Regions from separate parts of the Drosophila melanogaster genome. Here region 2 is linked to region 1. The links are chromatin contacts, called in public ChIA-PET maps. All regions are on one chromosome and are shown on one strand. Each heading gives the region's core, a stretch centred on a gene start, on an enhancer-like site or on the middle of the called end of the contact. The rest is flanking DNA. Distances are from core to core; before and after follow the strand shown. Region 1 holds the start of sals (sarcomere length short). Region 2 holds the start of fabp (fatty acid binding protein).

Region 1 (5,215 bases), core at 933-3,432:
AACAAAAAGAACAACAGCAACAACAGCGTCGGTGTATGGGAATAGAGCAACAAAAACAATAACAGAAACGATTTGCTCTGCCACTGGCTGCGATATGTAAAAGGCGAAAATATTTAATTTTAGGTTCTTTGTGCCCGCCGCTGAGAGTGGAAAAAGTGGAAAAAAGTGAAAGACACTGGCGGTGAAGAGAAGCACCCAATTGGGAGAGACAAAACGGAACCAAATCGAAAGAATAAAAGGAAACATACATATCTCTGGCGCTTTCGTCTTTCGCCTTTTTTTCCATTCACTTTGTTTTGTTTTTATTCAACTGGCTCGTTTCACAAAGTAGACAGAAAAACGTACACAAAACTGGTTGTACGGACGGAAAAAAAAGGCCAAAAATTTGTGATAGAAGGGGCGCTCTCGGGGGTCAGAATGAAATCCGAATTCGTTTCATTCCATTGCCATTCCATGGCCTGGTCCAAAACCATCCAACCCCCTTCGTCGAAGCCCATCCCTCCCCCACATTCACCATATTCATTTCCATTCCACTCGTTTTGGGGCGATTGCAAATTTTTTTTTGGCCGGAGCGACGAACACTTTCTCGGTCTTTCCTGCATGGAGGCGTTAATTAAACATGACATGCAAATAAAAATTATACTTAGAAATACAGTCAAACTTCCATTGCAAGAATAACCGACGAAAGTATCTTTTCCGACGTCTATTTGGTTGCCTATCTGTCAGTTCCAATTTGCTTTGAATGCATTCTAAGCTGTTTCCACTCCCAGCTTAAGCGATGCTTATCGATTACTAATTAATGGTTGGCAATTGAATCAGATTCGTAAATTAGATCCATTGACCATTTGACAGCACACGAAGCAAGGGAAGTTATATCGAAGTACGACTGTATTTCGAACATTGCAGAGGATTCCAGAAGATAGTTAAGGCGAGGACGAAACAAAAATGCAATTTCAATTAAAATTGTTAATGAGACTGGCTAATTTGACGCAAAAGTTTCGCGGATCTGTGCTCAGAATGGCAACTAACAGCTAATTCCCGGCCATATTTCATCCTAAGATTGCCTGTCAACAAAAGTGCTTAAAAAAAAAACAAATATATCGGACGGGATATTTTGGGAACTGGCCATTCATAACGCCCCTCCAGAGAGATTTATTAGATCGATTGGCCAGTGACAAGAGCTGCGCATATTGCCGCCCAAATGTACACGAATCTGTGTCTGTGGCTATATGCTATATTTTTGGATATTTCACGGATTTTTCAGATTTTTATTATGTGTATTAATTGGTTCATTCGCGCTCGCTGCAGTTTTCGTAGCACGTTCGCGTCGTTGTACTATATATTGCACAGATATATATTCATATATATATATATATGTTGTATATCTCTTTGAATTGTACGTGTGTGCTGGTTGGGTCAGACACCCGCACATCACCACAACCGCAGGCACACACACACCCGCACACACACAGCCACGAACTCTGGTAGTGAATTTTCAGCAGCGAAGGCAACAGCAGCGCCTATGACGGCGTTTCAAAAACTAAATTCATACATTTTCCAACGCCACGGCGATGGGTGAAAAATTTGAAAATTTTCCCGCTCGCTCTACGAATTCCTCTCTCGTGGGATTTCGCTCATTATCTCTTCGTCGTATTTCGGTGAGCACAAAATGAAGTGAAATGAAAATTTTGTTGACCGACAGAGGCATATTTTTAGCATCTTTTTTGATATGTGGGCACGGTCTGTGGGGGTTTGGGGGGATATGGGGCGGATCCGCGGCGGATCCAATTGACCTTATGGCAGGTGCAGTTCAATGGAATTATTAATAGCCGGCTATTGGCTATGTGGCCCGTGTGCCCCAAGGATACAACCCCCTCGATATCCGCTCATCATTAGGGGCCTCTTATCAGGCGCCTCGCATTCAATGGACCACAATTACGCAAGTTTCTCGGGCGGCGTGGGCGTCGCAGCTAATTTCAGGGGGAGTGGGTGGTTTGGTGGATGGGTGGTTGGTGCGTCTTACCCTGTGATAGAAACCACTCGTCTAGAAAGTCCAAACCCATTAGTGCTTCTGTTCGATGGTCAGTTCTGTCCCAATGCGTTCGTTCTCTCCGAATCGCTTTCAATATTTACATTGTCTACCAAGTGGTTGCTTCCCCGTTTCACTCGCGTGTGCTCCACATTTCGGTGGAGCGGTGCAATCGATCGATCGATCGTTTGATCAGTGCGTATCTGTATGCTGGGGACCCCTTTATCGATTGAACTATTGCTAGACTAATTGATTGGTGATGATACTAATGAACTGGTAATATAAGCTGAATCAGTGAGTAAGCCTCTTATCACCTTATCAACGTAACATAATGTATGCCATTTGCATATCGAGTTTCCACAGGAGTGTTCGATTGAACTAATTTAATTTTGATAGCATTTTCGAATCGTTTTCGATAAAAAGAGTTACTGAGTTACTTGCTGCCGCCGAAATCAATCCAATAGCTGCAACAGAGCGAAAACAAATGATTAAAGTCTATGCCACTGCCGCAAATATTTATTTAACGTGCAATGTAGGTTATCAATGGCATGTTTTCAAATATTTCGTTTTTTTATACACATCTGCGCGAAAGCACGCCACTAATTGTTTTGCCTTGTCAGCATCAGCCGAAAAGTATGCCAAATTGAACGGCAAACATTCCCGCGCACACAAAATAGCCGAGAAATTTCCGCTTAAACGGGCCATTGCTATTCTTTTTTTTTTTTTTGCTGTCCGTCCGTCCGTCTATCTAACAGCATTTCGGCAATATTAATTATATATTTATTCATTTGGCAAAATACAGCGCATATGTATTGGGGGGCTTTAAAAATAGGCTTAAAGGCAATTGCGCTGTGGGTTGGAATGCCAATATGATGCGACTTCCCCCGGGGTCTTATTAATTCATCAGTCCCAAAATGCTCCCAGAATGGTTTCGTCCGCATGTGAGGATTGGCGGGTACTTTTGGACCCCAAAACCACTACGCATCACCTCGCATGGCGAGCCAATGTCAAATGGCTGGAAAAACCTTTCGATGCGCCGGGGTCGCCGACATTTTCAGCGCCGCGTGTCGTCCAAAAACTTCTGCCATCGAAATCGAATTTGACACAAATTAATTGCTATTTGATTTGACAAGTGCGAACGCGGGCGGGGGGCGATGGGGCGGTGGGTCGATTGTGCGGACACAAAGAGCAACAGCGGGGGTTATGTTTAAGTGTTATCATCTAGAAATTGCTTTATTTGTGAAATGTTAGAAGAGACATCTAATGAATACTGAATGAACTCCTTGGCGTTGTGCGTGGAGCCGAGCTCGTTGTGGCTTCTCTTAAACTCGTAAGCTTTGCGAGGACGATGAGGGCCCTCCAATCCAGCCTAGACCTTGGGCGCAGCTGGCGGGGATTGGTGCGGCTTTTGTGGTGCTGCCGCCTGTGGATGGACGTGGGGCACGACGGGCGCCGTGGTGCTGCTGACGCCTTCGGTGTCGTTTATGTGGGTAAAGTGCGGCCAGCTGGAGATCTCGGCGAACAGGCGGCCGCCAGGACACTCGGTATCCCGCACCTGTCGGTGGCCCAGCAGCTTGTAGGCAGGGTCAATGTAGCCCTTGAAAACGCCAAAGGCGATCAGGTTCTTGGCCGCATCCAGCATCTGCTTGGGCGGCAGTTCGGCTAAAGGGAAAATAAGGAAAAGTAATTAGTACGGAGTTTAAGAAGAAAATGAAGAGAAGGAAGAAGGCTCATTAACAACCTAATGAGTTTCCATGACTCTTTAAACGGTATTAAAAAGAAATCTATCCTCTTAAAGTTAGGAGTTAACTTACTTCTCCAATCTCCGATCAGCACAATGCCCACGCTCTTGTCATTGTACTTGGGTGCATGAGCTCCGATGACATTGAATCCCCTGCCGGTGTAAATCATGCCATCGCCGCCGATGCCAAAGCTATAACCAATATCGTTCCATCCGCGCTCCAGCTGATGGAAGTCCTGCATGTCCCGCATGCTCTTCATGCAGTCCGGAGTGGAGTAGCACACGGCCGGCATGTACGAGTGATGGATGATGACGTAGGGCGCGGGACCCTGGAAGTGCTCCACGGACTTGGGCAGCCGGGCACCCCAGTCGGATCGGGACAGCAGGCGGGCGGTGGCCACACCGTCGCCCAGATTCGCCTGCTGCATGTGCTGACTATAGCCTGAAAACAAAGATGCAGTCATCTTGGATTAGTTGGGTTCTCACTCCATGGTTGTTTGTTACACAAAAACTATAATTTATTTGGCAAAAACACACAGTCACTCGGTCGATTCACTGTAATTTTGAGGAGTGTGCTCGGGTACATCCCACATGGAAAATTTGGTTTTTAAATTGTATTTTGCGTGCGAGCTGTTTGTTTACATTTATTTTCGTGAATTCCTTAGCGTGGCGCAAACAAGTTCAATTTTAACTTTTGCCATACTTTATATCTGGCCCCCAAAAACTCTTGCCACTTCCAAGACAGTCAGCATTTGTTGGCCCTAATTGCAAAAGGGGGGGCGTGTGTACTGCGGAGGGGCGGGAAGTCGTGTGGTCTGCGGCTCTGCTACCGTGTACATCGCTCACATTCCATTGATAAATGATAGTCGAACTGGGATGCGGATTCGGTTTCCCCACGGAGCGCAGCTGTCTGCGGATTTCAGCGGCGGCGGTGGCTGCGGTTCCGACGACCCACGATTTTCAACTGACGCTCGGCCGGCTCCACAAACTCCCCAACGCCGCTGAAAACCCCCGTTATGGGCTGAAAAACAAGTCGCCGATCGGATCGGCTCCGATTGCCAATAGCGATCGTCATCAGATGACGCTGAGCGCGAACCAAATATGCTAAATTGCTGTTGTGATAGGTGATTTTTATTTGATATGTATATTTGCTTGACATTCCCTGGTAAAAGTTGGGCATATCCGTTTTAAGTGGAACAAAAACCAATAAATATATACATTGGCTGTCAAAATAGTTGATATTTTACCTGTTTAAAAATAAATACTGTCGGAAAAGCGTACATATTATTAAAAAAAAAAAATTGTGGTAAATATATTCCAACGCTTTGGTAGCAAAAGTAAATATTTACATTGACTGTACGCTGCTGTGTTTGCTTACAAACGCGCTGATGATATGCAGATATATGAATGTGTCCATTTGACCGTAGGGCAAACTCGATTCGTTC
Region 2 (5,091 bases), core at 2,466-4,965, 120 kb after region 1:
CTGATAACGTGTGCGCTTGCGCCAGCCCCCAAATGCAGCAGATGCCACCCACCCACACTTGTGGCACGCACTTGCAACAGACCCCATTCACACGAACAGTGCAAAAGCCCCAGCAGCATTGTGTTTTATACTCAATTAGCAAGAGCAAATGCATCGCAACGGAAACGGAAACGCGTGGGCAGAACATCCGCAGCCCAAAAGCAAATCAGAGACCATTCAGACTTGTGCCTCTTCTCTTTATACATACAACTTCAATAAACGATACAATAAGAAACGATAGTAAGAAACATGCTTTCTATAACCCCAAAGGTGGAATTTCTTTTAACAGTTTGAAATTTGAAACTTTATAATTCATATCGATTCAAAAATATGACCTCCAATTGAAAATGTAATTGAATTTGGTATTCTCGATCCCTTTAGCCATTGAAAATATGACACCCTACGAATTTCGGGATCCTTAACGATAACTTTCAAGCCAAACTAAAATATCTGGCATTGTTCGCCTCACAAACAAGCCACTTAAAAATTCTTTTTTAGGTAGGAACTAAAATTATTTCGATGAAAACACGTTACTTGCTTACTCACAAAACCGTAAATTTGGGAAATAGTTGGAAAAATGCCAAAATATAAATTTATAACTAAAACTAATATAATTTTGATTGCTGTGTCTAAGCTTACATTTCGTCATTAACCTAAGCAACAACAAGCTTAAAAGCGAAGTGTAAAAGAAAGTCGGAATGTTTTAAAAGCACTTCAAGTAATAGTTTATTCAAATGCATTCGGAAATTGGTCCCCGAGTACGAGGAGTATTCCCACATACACCGACTGCGGGTGTACGGGTGCGATTATAAATTAACATTGGGCAGAGCGTGCAGTTCCATTTGATTTGGTTTAGTTCACTGTTAGTCAACAAGAATATTGGCTATCTGAGTTAGTTTTAATGCATGTAGTCGTATGGATATTATAGTTTTAGATCAGTCTCTTAGACGGCCTTGTAGACGCGCACGCACTTAACGTTGCCGATGGTGAGGGTCTGTGGGGGAGGCATTGGATCAGTTAGGTGGGTGTGATGATATACGGCAAGGTATAGTAAGCGCTTACGGTGATCAGCTCGTTGTCGGTGAACTCGCGGACGATGGTGGTGGGCTTGTCGCCCTTCTGCTCCTGCGTCAGCTTGTTGCCATCCAGGGTGATGATGCTCTTGACGTTGCGACCGTCCAGGGTCTCCTCGTCGAACTCAACGCCCAGCTTGAAGCTGATGGCAGAGGTCTTGAAGGTGGAGGTGGTAGTCAGGGTGTAGGTATCGCCCTCCAAGGTCACCTCCACTGTGGGGCTCAGGCTGTTGCCCATCTTGCGCGTCACCAGACCGACGCCTGCAAGTGGAAAGGGAAAAGAAATTAATGAAGTTCCATCTCACGAGAATGTAAGGAAATCAAAGATCGCACCGAAAGATGAATGATGGGGCAGACTGCACATAATTGAATTAGCCCAACAAAGTTGGGGACCCCAAAGCGCTCACAATGCAAATCATATCATATTTAATTAAAAATAATAAAGCCGAGCCATGAAGTTCCCTGCAGATTCCGTTCCGCTGTAACGTCAAAAGTCGTGCTCAAGGTTAACGAACAATGCGGGCCGTCGTCTCCTCCCTCATCCTCATCTCCGCTCTTATCAATTGGCAAGCCCCTCCATGCATTTAAATATAGATCTGGCAAAGCACCACCTTATCTCGGTGCAGCATTCCATATATACATATGTTGTTTGAGGGCAGAACTGTGAATATAAATGCCATTCAAGCAGTGTAAATATATATTTTACTGGCTTAAGTGGTCAAGATCCATTTTGCTGACGTTCCAAATCGTAAACCTTTGAAGTGCTGATAATTACCATCGAAAGATAAGCAAAGCAATTCCATCATTAAATGATAACTTAACGATTGTGAACAATCAATCGTGTTTAAGTACTAAAATTTGTCACTTAATTTTATGGGACTTGTAATTACTGAAATACTATATGCATGCACGTAGCTGTATGAGTAATTTTGCATTTATATTTTTATTTGAAAGAAGTTTCGCCAAATGAAACGTTGAATCAAAAACAAAGTGTGAATCACTGGTACCTTACGAATGTGCCAGCAAATAGGGCACATGTATTATTTCCAATCTAGTACATTGTCAGACATCAAACCAACAAGTGGTCCAATCAATTATGTTCAATTATGTATGGACCACCACCAACTTGTTCTTTTGTCCAGTGCCCTCAAGTCAAGTGTCAACTGGCGTGGCGCGATAAGTCGCCAGGTTCCCACTCATGGGAACCCAGCAACTGTACCAGAGATCGATTTATATGCATCGTATATGACAGGAGAACCTTGAATAGATTAGACTGGCCTGCAATTGCGAACCGTGGTCTATGATAGGGGTGGCTGCCCAAAGTGCAAAATCCGTAATCGCGCCTAATTATCGTGCCTTTTGCGACATTGTATATACTACAAATGTGTGTACATAAATAGGCATATAGTTTATCGCATTTATATATGTACGACAACTGATAAGTGCTGCGAGGCCCCAACGGCAGGTTGATTTTAGATTTGTTTGGGCTTGAAAATTGAGAAGTACGTGGCTTTCGGACCAAGTCTACCATTAAACCGAAGCCGCAAAGTGTGTAGGCGAAAAGTTCTGACGAACTGGTGGTCTGGTAAATAAATCTGGACGCCCGTCTCTGGTTACCAAATGCCACTAGTCCCTATGGCGCGTCTAGACAGGAAGCGATGGTATTGATCAGTTTTAGTGGCACCATATAGTATAATCACGATTGCAATAGAAATTGCACTTTGATCGGTAAGAGAGTCGAATGTGTCCTATATGTAGTTTATATCTGGTGTTTCATTGTTGTCTAAATTGACAGCCGGGCAAAGATCATCGCAGCTATAAAGCTTGTAGTCTAGTGCAAAGTTCACTGCGAGACTTTCTCCCAAAATCTAGTACACAAATAGATAAAACCTGTCGCAAAAGCTAATGGCACTATGATGATTTCGGTCCCATGGAAAGCTGACGGAGGTGACTCAAAAAAGGGGAGCAAAGTTCAGGCCCCACACTTAATTAGTTTTTGGGTTTATGACTACCGCAGATAACCATTTACGGATTTTATACTGCTTGTCCTCCGATTCGCAACTGTAAAGTTGAGAAAGAGGGTGAGGTGAATAACTGGAGCACGTTTTTATTGCTGCAGATGTGCATCTCTTTCTCTGGTCCTATTCTCTATTGATTTTATCTGACACACACATACGCACATCAGCAGATTCAATGAGGTGTCAATTTATGCATGTAGCTAAACTATTTTAACAGTCGAATTCATTCATAATCTTCAGTTGATATAACATTTTCCGGAAGACATTTACTTTTTTCCCTCTCGTTTGGCCAATGAAACTTTTTGCACACTAGTGCGAAAAATGCCGGCCGGTCGATTTTCGGTGGCGTGTTTTCGGCTTCTTTTCTCTCCCTCCACTCCCGCTCTCGCTCTCTCGAGCACTTTGGTTTTCTATTTTTGATGCACTGCGAATTAGTTTTGGCAACTTACCCAGCTCCTTCATGTACTCATCGAAGTTCTCGGACTTGTCCAGCTTGTACTTCTTGCCAACGAAAGACATTTTTGGAATATTTGGTCTGTGTTCTGCACAAGATGTTCACTGTTGAAATTTTCTGAGCGAATGAAAAGCTCTGCGGCGTGCCGGCTGTTATATACTTTCGCGTTGCGGCTACGGCATTGCCAGATGCAAGTTAATGGCCTCTCGCTCTCATTTGATTCGCTCTCGTTCTGCGGCACGGCTTTTGCACGTTTCCTTTTTGTTTGTCTCACAAATTAAAAATTTAATGATGTGGCATCGGCTGAGCATCGGATTACCAGATGCAAAGCCAAGTACAGCCGCCAAGGTATCGAAATGTCGGCGCCAAGCCGTTGGCGCTCTTACAAAAAGCAGCTTTTTTAGGCGCTCTCCAAAAAAAATATTAACGGTTCTATGGGGGCCACCACTCCCCCTCACACCGCATATTGGTAATGGATCGGACGTGTTACTGCCACCCAACGTCTGACCAGCTCCTCCTGCTCCTCCCAGCACCCAAGCACCTTCACCTTGGCGCGATCAATTGGCTGCAGCCTTAATTGGTTCAAAAGCACCGGCCTAATAACGAACGCCACATTGTCATGCTGACAATGGAACTGCAATGTATCTCGCATTATACAGTCAAAACTTGCCTATTTTGGCGCGAACTTTAAACTTTTCTCCGAATTTCAGATTACGCATTGGGAAACCCAATGTGTGCAAGTAAGGAAGGGGAATTTATTTGAAACCCAGACTATCTCACTTTGTAGTACAAAATTATTATTAATATAATATCAAGATTTAAAATTTTAACATACATACACACGTATATTTTATTTAAAAGGATATCCGTTATCCAGGTTTCTGAGTCTCGACTGTTCGCCCCCCATATATTCCGAATTAGTAGACTTTTTTCTGTGGGTCAGTGGCACCATTAAAAGAATCTCCCGAGCTTCTACATTTTACCAATGTGTATAAATAATTTTCGACACAATTCGTTTATATTATTGTTATGAATAACTCTTGATAAGTCGCCGGTGAATTGTAATCTAATCGAGGACTTCCTTCCACCCATGGTCAGGCAATGCAATATTGAGATTACCCACGATCTCCATAAGCCTGCCCATCCCGTGGGAGGGCCCACCTACATGGATACCGACTTGTTTGTTGCTAAGCGTTATCTTATTAATTCAATTAGTCCATGATCCCGCACCCCCCTCACCGATCATCCTTATTATTGCATTGATCGTCATAAATAAAAGAGATTACGGGGGTTTGCCACGAAACATACTTATGTACATAATATGTACTACATATATTATTTATGTATACCAATAATAAGTAACGTCTTGATCAATACAAAATATGATATACTCTCAGTATATCTTTATATATATACTTCTTAATGTGTATTATTTACTGGAGTGGAAGAGCCAGTCGAGCTTTTTTAGTTTCGCCAGTGACTTGAATTTGACCGACGAGATGTGGGC

The links. ChIA-PET counts read pairs in DNA pulled down with a chosen protein or histone mark.
Region 2: a contact with region 1 is called in an RNA polymerase II ChIA-PET map of the Kc167 cell line, with 4 times the contacts expected there. The contact joins the promoter of fabp here to the promoter of sals in region 1. A contact is called at or near these places in 1 of 1 datasets of contacts at CTCF or cohesin (the Kc167 cell line), 45 of 107 Hi-C or Micro-C datasets (the D17-c3 cell line, the Kc167 cell line, the ML-DmBG3-c2 cell line and 14 more) and 3 of 6 datasets of contacts at active chromatin or transcription factors (all in the Kc167 cell line).

Annotation. Positions count from the first base shown.
Region 1 is chr3R:11,449,609-11,454,823 of dm6, forward strand. It overlaps sals (sarcomere length short), which reads right to left and starts at 2,183. Exons shown (of 8, transcript NM_001300359.1): 1 at 2,024-2,183. The coding sequence starts at 2,063. All of the region lies in intron 1 of CG17230, which reads left to right. PGRP-LB (Peptidoglycan recognition protein LB) reads right to left here. Exons shown (of 3, transcript NM_001260123.1): 2 at 3,844-4,212; 3 at 3,241-3,691. The coding sequence ends at 3,399.
Region 2 is chr3R:11,563,339-11,568,429 of dm6, forward strand. fabp (fatty acid binding protein) reads right to left here and starts at 3,716. Exons shown (of 4, transcript NM_001032008.2): 1 at 3,580-3,716; 2 at 1,102-1,373. The coding sequence starts at 3,649. It overlaps sea (scheggia), which reads right to left and starts at 3,716. Exons shown (of 4, transcript NM_001032005.2): 1 at 3,580-3,716; 2 at 1,102-1,373.